2 separate regions of the Mus musculus genome follow, and region 2 is linked to region 1. The links are chromatin contacts, called in public promoter capture Hi-C maps. All regions are on one chromosome and are shown on one strand. Each heading gives the region's core, a stretch centred on a gene start, on an enhancer-like site or on the middle of the called end of the contact. The rest is flanking DNA. Distances are from core to core; before and after follow the strand shown. Region 1 overlaps Aatf (apoptosis antagonizing transcription factor). Region 2 has its middle 19 kb from the start of 1700109G15Rik.

The links. Capture Hi-C pulls out chosen DNA fragments and counts their contacts.
Region 2: a promoter capture Hi-C map of pancreatic islet shows a contact between it and region 1. The contact joins two enhancer-like sites. A contact is called at or near these places in 1 of 39 promoter capture datasets (liver), 2 of 15 datasets of contacts at CTCF or cohesin (pro-B cells and stem cell-derived epiblast-like cells), 7 of 484 Hi-C or Micro-C datasets (the AtT-20 cell line, the G1E-ER4 cell line, the N1E-115 cell line and 4 more), 1 of 115 datasets of contacts at active chromatin or transcription factors (embryonic basal ganglia) and 2 of 9 other capture datasets (embryonic tail and pancreatic islet).

The regions. Positions count from the first base shown.
Region 1 is chr11:84,490,351-84,494,150 of GRCm38.p6, reverse strand. All of the region lies in intron 5 of Aatf (apoptosis antagonizing transcription factor), which reads left to right. Among named protein-coding and RNA genes, the nearest start is that of Aatf, 21 kb to the left of the region's middle. Within about 2 kb of position 2,445, at least 3 of the 459 cell types and tissues checked have an H3K27ac peak or open chromatin away from gene starts, as enhancers often do. A contact at or near this core is called in pancreatic islet, where this site is marked.
Region 2 is chr11:84,737,149-84,741,113 of GRCm38.p6, reverse strand. No RefSeq gene overlaps it. Among named protein-coding and RNA genes, the nearest start is that of 1700109G15Rik, 19 kb to the right of the region's middle. Within about 2 kb of position 2,098, at least 36 of the 459 cell types and tissues checked have an H3K27ac peak or open chromatin away from gene starts, as enhancers often do. A contact at or near this core is called in pancreatic islet, where this site is marked.

The DNA of each region.
Region 1 (3,800 bases), core at 1,196-3,695:
ATAATTATCATACTTATAACCTGTCTAAAGACAAGTTTGTACTTTTAGAAGTTTTTAAAATATTAATTAATTAATTATATAAGTAATAGCTGTCAGACACACCAGAAGAGACCATCAGATCCCATTATTAGATGGTTGTGAGTCACCACATGGTTTCTGAAATTGAACTCAGGACTCCTGGAAGAGCAGTCAGTCCTCTTAATCACTGAGCCATCTCTCCAGCCCTCTTTTCTTTTACTATTATTTTAAAACAGCTTCAGTGCATCCCAGGATGGCCTCAGACTTGCTTTGTAGCTGTGGAAGACGTTGAAAATCTGTTGCTGCTGCTTCCACCACATTGGACTTAGGCAGTGTTGGGGATCAAACCCAGGTTTGGTTTTGTTTTGTTTTGTTTTGTTTTTTGGTTTTTTCGAGACAGGGTTTCTCTGTATAGTCCTGGCTATCCTGGAACTCACTTTGTAGACCAGGCTGGCCTCAAACTCAGAAATCCGCCTGCCTCTGCTTCCCGAGTGCTGAGATTAAAGGCGTGCGCCACCATGCCCAGCTCAAACCCAGGTTTTTGGGCACGTTAGGCAAGCACTCTGCAAACTGTTTTAGGCACATGTGAAAGTTAGAGTTGGAATTGCTTGTCTGTAGCTTGCTTGTTCCTTCCTTCCTTTTTGAGACAAGTTCTGGCTATATAGCTCAGGCTACCCCAGAACTTTCCCCTCCTCTGCCATCCAAGTGCTGGGATTATTGGTGTGTGTCACCATGCATGGCCCTTTGTCGATTTTTAAATGTCTTTCATGTAGTTTGGTATAGTGGTACACACCTTTAATCTTAGCAGTCTGATGGCAGAGACAGGCAAATTTCTTGAGTTTGAGATAAGCCAAGTATAAAGAGCTAGTTCTAGGACAGGCAGGACTATACAGAAAAAAACCTATCTCAAAATGTCTTTTATGTCACATTGCTTGGTATTCTCAAATGTACTACTTTCTGTCTCCCTACCCCTCAACAATTGACTAAATTTGCATCTGGAAAAATTCAAGCTGATTCAGTTTGAGAAACGTTCTTTCTAACCCCTTATCCTGTTTTATATAAGCAAAACCTTTATAGGTAGATAGTGTTAGACTTTTGTATATGAAAATGTCACATCACAATGTATACACATCAGTCATTGTGAGGTGTTAGCCAGTGGGTTGAGACAAATGTTCCAACTCAAATCCTTTCTGTTGTTTTCATTAAGACTTATAAAACAATATGAGCAAGAAGAAACCAAGTAAGATGTGTTTGAGAATGGAGATCATTCAATTCATTTTCATCTTAGGGTTTTTTTTTTTTTGTTTTTCTTTTTAATTGTACAAGTGCAGTGCTATACACCACTACATTCAAAAGTCATGAAAACAATCTCATTGGTTCAATTTGCTGTACTATTCTACTCTGTCAGTTCCTGACAGGAAGCATGTACAAAGCCTTGCCTGTGAAGTAGGTGCTGAGGAAGGACTACTGTACAGATGAGGAAATCAAGGGGTGGGAATAAAATCACTTGGCTAGTTAGAGGTAAACCAGAGGCTGATTTTCTTCATTTACCTCAGTCCTTAGTCCTTTGTTGTTGTTGTTGTTTTTAAAGATGTGTTTATTTATTGTATGTATATTAGTACACTTGAGTTGTCTTCAGACACACCAGAAGAGGGCATCGGATCCCATTACAGATGGCTGTGAGCCACCATGTGGCTGCTGGGAATTGAACTCAGGACTTTGGAAGAGTAATCAGGGCTCTTAACCACTGAGCCATCTCATCACCCCTCAGTCCTTATTCTTGATCACACTGTCCAGTCACTGTGCGGATAGTTAATCTTATGACCTATTCAAAGAAAAGATGAGGAAATACATAGAAATAAGTGCCAAAGCTTAAAGAATGTAAAGCAGAAAGGAGAAACATGGAGAGGGATATGTTATTAAGATAGGTTTGGGTAGAGACCAATGATAAAAGGTCTCACTGATTTAAAAGGAGGCCTTGAGTGTATTGTTCTTATCTTGATTGATAGCAGTGGCTGCAAGCTCTCCCTTCCTCCTGCCTGGCATTGAAGACTTGAAAGGAGGAGCAGCAAGTCAATGGATCAAGCTGATTCCGCCCCAAGTCTACGTGGTCAACACAATACCATCCTGAGAGGGTTAGAAGCAAGGGCGGTAATCACACTGCTGAGGAAGGTGTCGTGAAGGACCGTGACATGCAGGAGGATGTTGCCTCACTGAGCATGTTTGCTCCTTGCCCAGAACCCTGTCCTGGAACATTCGTGACAGACAGACAAGTGATGCTGTTCTAGAAGAGTAGTATTGGAGATGACTATATTGACCTTAGTGACGTCGGGGTGTGGTGGAGGTAGATGTTGCTGACTCAGTGCAGCATGGCCTGGAGTATTCTCAGTGCAGCTAGCAAATTACAGTGGTAACACTGCTGTGGCAGGGTGAGGACCTGCAAATGCACCTGCCAGGGTACAGCCTCAGCCAGCTGCCAGGGCCACAGGCAAGTACATCACTCCTGATATCATAAATAGCCAACCTGGGGAGTCTGTGAGCAAAACAGTGTTGTGGTTGCACTACCCTTGGTGGTGGTCTCAAGAACCCAGGTTGCCTCTACTGTTAACAAACTTCTTGGACCTTGCTGTTGCCATCATAACGAGCAGAGAGAATGTCACTAACACCAAGGTTCGTAAGATACTAATGAATGAAACTCCCAAAACTATGGTTGACACCCTGGACATGACACGGGAGCAAATAACTGCACAGCTGGAACTACTTAACAGCTCACTGGCAACAGACAGTGATCCAGAGCTTACTCTGAAAGAATGTTTGCTTGGATCGGTGTAGCCTTTACCCTCTTGTTTCTCTGCCTCAAACTGTTAGGCCAACAGACAGAATATCGAATGCTAACAGGGATCATTACAACTCTGTGAGCTATCAACGGTTCAGAGATTTCCCCTGGCCTGCCTGCGCTCTTTGATCTTTTCAGTGTTCAAACTGGTTTCAATGAGTATGCAAGTGTGCTCGAATTTGGCCAGTATGTTGCTGGAGGGCAAGCTGCTGGAGGGCAAGCTGCTGGTGGGCATTGGGTGGGGTGGGAGTTTGCTTTCCATGAACAGCACAGTTTTCAAGATAGCAGAATTTATTAATCTTTTGTATGCTGTTCTTCAACTGACCATCAAAGTAGGGTGGACTAGGACCATGCAACAATACCAGGGGTTGAATAATCATACTGTCTAATTGAAGACAATCTTAGACAAGTAGGTTCAAGAATATACCAAAAACCATGCCTGCTAGGTTCCATCAGCCACGCAGCACTGATCCTGACCCAACGTTGGAGGTCATCCACAGTCTCCTGTTGTAATGTAGAATGGCAGCTACAAGGTACTACTTGGAAAGTTACTACCTCGTAAGCATCACCGTACATATGAACCACTCAATCTCACTTAGTTTAATAAAAGAAAGAAGGGGTTGGGGGGAGAGAAAGGAAGGAAGGAAAGGTTTGGAGAATATTAAGTTCTCAGAGCTAGAGCTAGGAAGACCCTCAAGACATCAGTTGATGTCGTCTGTCCATAGGCAGGTGTAAGACGTTTCTTAGGTGATGAAATAATAGGTAAATAGGTATGTTTCTTTTTTCTTTTTTAGATTTATTTTTTATATGTGTGTGTGTGTGTGTGTGTGTGTGTGAGTATGTATGAGTGTTTTGCCTGTATGTGTGGGTGTTTGTGGGTATGTATGTATGTATGTATGTATTTATACCAGGTGTATGCATGGTACCTGTGGAGGCCAGAAGAGGA
Region 2 (3,965 bases), core at 849-3,348, 250 kb before region 1:
GCTGGCAACAGTAGGTCCACGTCTTTAGAGTTTAACAATGAAAGAAAAAAGAGAGGGGTCATCTCCTTTCCAATAGCAGTAGAGAAATCTCCAAGACTGACTGAATTTTATTGATCCAATGTAGGTCACATGTTTGCTTCAAAGTCACAGATGTAGGCTCACATCCAGTGCCACCCCTTTCTAGCATTTAACCCTGGGCCTATTTGCCCACCCCCTTCCCTGTTATTTGACTCTTTTGCCCTCTAAGCCCAGAACTTTGCTTTGACATAAATAATTTCTTCTCTGCTCTGAGCCAGACTCCCTGGACTTTGACAGAAGGTAAGATCTCACCACATTTGTGTTCCTTTGAGCCTTGGAACTATACCTGCCTGCTGTGTGGTCCTTAAGTGGATCCTTAAGTGGTGGTGGAATGGGGTGAGAAGAAGCCATTGTGGGACCCATGCCCACCATGTATGTAGCTACACATCACATTTATGTCTGGGTCCCACAATGTAGATGAGCCATGAATGCCCCCATAATCTCTGTGGGAAGACAGGAGATGTTCATGTCTGGCTACTCTCCAAACTGGCCCCAGTGCCCAGTGCTTTCTCTTCTGTCTTCTTTGCTGTTTCTCTTTCACTACACTCCCAAAGTTTTAAAAGGAACCCAAATTGTGGCCTAGAGCAATGGCTCAGCAGTTAAGAGCACTGGCTGTTTTTTCAGAGGACCCAGGTTCAATACCCAGTACCCACATGGCAGCTCACAATTGTCCAAGATCTGACACCCTCATACAGACATATATGCAGGCAAAACACCAATGCACATGGGAATATATATATTCAAACCTAGTACAATGGTGTCTGCTACAAGGGACTTGCAGGACACCTGGTAGCATTAGTTTGTAGCCCACACCCCTCTGTCAAAGGCTTCCTGGCCAACCAAAGTACAGTCTAGTTGAAGGGCAGGAGGCTTCAGCAGAAACCTGTGGATTGGAGAGTCCTGATGCTGTGCTTAGAGCTAGGGTTCGCAGAGGTAGCTAGGCTCTGGGGAGGAGGGTGAGCACCTGCGAGGGTGTGAACAAGGTGCATGGAGGTGAGTCTGCTCTGGTGCTCCTCCCACCTCCTCACTCACATCAGCAGAAAGTGAGGATCCTACATATATTAGCTGCCTTCTGTGTACCAATCCAACGTATTTAGGGCTTCAATGCAAGCTCCTTTAAGACTGAAATATGCACTTAATTCTTCCTAGATTCACAGTGCCTCTCAGGGTCGGGGTGGGCGTGGAAAAACCTAGAATAACAGGACATACAGCTCCTTTTGGGGGTTGTTTTGAGACAGTCTTACCAAGTAGCCCTGGCTGGCCTGGAACTTGCTGTGTAGAATAGGTTGGCCTTTAACCTGCAGTGCTCCCCCTGCCTCTGCCTCCTAAGTGCTGGGATTACAGATGTGTATCACCACACTTCACTTCATAGTTAATGTTAGTAGTCACCTTTACAGTAACTGAACGTGGGAGTGGGTACCATTCTCTCCATTTTACAGATGACAAAAATGGAGGCACAAGGGTTTGTATGGTGTTTTAAGTGGTTGTCAGAATTTGAATTCAGGGCTGCCTATCTGCCTTCCCAAATCCCTGATGATACACCCCCCCCCCCAATTGGGAGGGAGGTTAGATTACAGATGTCCTTGGAAATTTCTTTTGCTTCCTAGGCTCTGTCTTGTTAGCTGATACCTTGACCTGCTCGGCTCCACCCCCAAAAAGGAGAGAGAGAGAGAGAGAGAGAGAGAGAGAGAGAGAGAGAGAGAGAGAGAGAGAGAGTCCTGTCCCTCCTCAGGTGGCTCGTGGCAGATTACTTAGCGTTTGACACGGCATGTCTCTGTGTCACTGTTCCCAGGCGGAATTAAATCAGGACAGGAAAATATTAATTTGGAGTTGGGGACGGAGGCCGCTCATTTCCAATTATTCTCCACCCCGTCAGGCTTATCCTGGCGCAAACAAGGAAGGAGGCTGGATTAATTGCTTTGGACTCTGCCCCACTCCAGCCCCAATTACTGGGCCGGCTTGGCTCCCAGCATTATGAAGCCCACTGCTGTGCAGGAAATTGTGTGAAATTTTCACGGATTTGCAGACGCAATCACAGAGCACCAGATCCAGGGCCAGTGACCGTAAGGTGGCGGCTGGGCCCTCCACAGCTCCAGCCTCGGCCAGCCAAGGTTAAGCTCTTTGTGTATTGTAGGATCATTTGGTTAACCTCAAAGCCCAGGGAGCCGGTCAGACCCTCAGGGGTAGGTTGGCCACAGGAAAACGGAAACCAACTGCTGAGGGGTGGGGGTGGGGCTACTCCAACACCTTCTGTACCTCCTCAGAGGAGCTGGGAGTTTACCTGCAGTGCCTTAAACCTGGATCATTAAAGCTATTTTTCTTTCTTTTCCTCATCTTATAAAAGAGAAGGGGGCAAGGCTGGGCAGTGGTGGCATATACTTTTAATCCCAGCACTTGGGAGGCAGAGGTAGGTGGATCTCTCTGTGAGTTTGAGGAGGCCAGCCTGGTCTATAGAGTGAGTTCCAGGACAACTGGGACTGTTACAAAGTCTTGAAGAGAGGGGAGGGGGAGGGGGAGGCTCAAAGAGGTTGAATAATTTGAACAAGGTGGCTCAGCTTCCTAGTGACAAAGCCAAGACTTAGCTCAGGTCTGGGGCCACTTGTCCCCATCTCTTTCCCTCCTTCCCTGCTTTCCTTTTTCCCTCCCTCCCTCCTGAGCATAGAACCCAGGCCTCATGCATATTAGGCAAATGCTTTTCTACTGAGTCACACCCTAACCCCTCCCCTCTTTTGTGTCCCCACCCCCTAGAGAGGGTTTTACTGCAGACCAGGCTGGCCTTGAACTCATAGAGATCCATCTGCTTCTGTCCCCGGCTGGAATTAAAGGTGCGAGCCACCATGCCTGGTTTCCTGTTGCTTCTAAACGATGGCTGTAAGAGTCTCTTCCCACTGTGCTTCTAAGGCACAGTGTCATTTCCTATCTCACCTCTGCCTCTCCAGCCACTGGGTGCCTGGCACACTGCCCATGGAGCCTACAGAGATGGAAGGATGTGTCCCCGCCATCTGTGTAACTGTGGGTGCTTCTGTATCTAGTCCTTTCCATCCTTCTCATGACCCCAAGGACTTCCTGGGGGTGGAGGTTTCCTGGGGTGAGGGTGGGCCTTCTTGGGTGCAGTTTCCAGATCCAGGGACCTTTTAAGGTCAAACAGACTCCTTGCCAGTTAATATATCTATCTGGTGCACGTGAAGACGCTCTGGTAAAGAAGGCACATTGGGACCCCGATTCTTAGGCCCTCTTCTACCTCCAGAATGGCTTTCCAGGAAGCTCTCACAAACCATTAGGCTCTTCAGAACAGGGTCTGGAAAGGGTTTGGCACAGCCCTACCCATTCCAATTTTTTGCAGAAGGAAACCAAGTCCAGGAGACCCCTGAGACAACAGGAGACCCCTGAGAGTGGAGCTGACTATGGAAGATGACCAGCTGGGGATGTCAAACAGGCCTGTGTGTCTCTTCCTTCTCCAGGGCCCCTCCTTCATGGACTGTCAGTGTCTCAGGGTCCTTCTGGCTGTAAGTCTCTGTGTCTGGCCACTTCAGACTGAGGTTCTCAGGCAGTAGGGGACAGTTTTCTGTACACTCCTTTTCTTCCCCCAGACCCTTAGCATCCATAGAGACCAAGATGGCCTTGTCTCTAACCCTTGTGTAGAGTCAGGAAAATAAGTTTTTAAAAAAGTAATAATAAAGACAAATCTCTGGTGGTGAATGTACTTGTAATTAGATGCAAAACCTAGTCCTGGGCTTCTTGGTAGCCTAAACGAGAAAGGTACGATGACTTCACAAGCTCATACTGTTTAACAGGGGGATTCATATATAATATTCTGAGCATTTATTTCTGGTGACTCTTTAGCCAAGAAGCCCTGGGCACACATAAGGAGTAGGTTTCCATTTTTT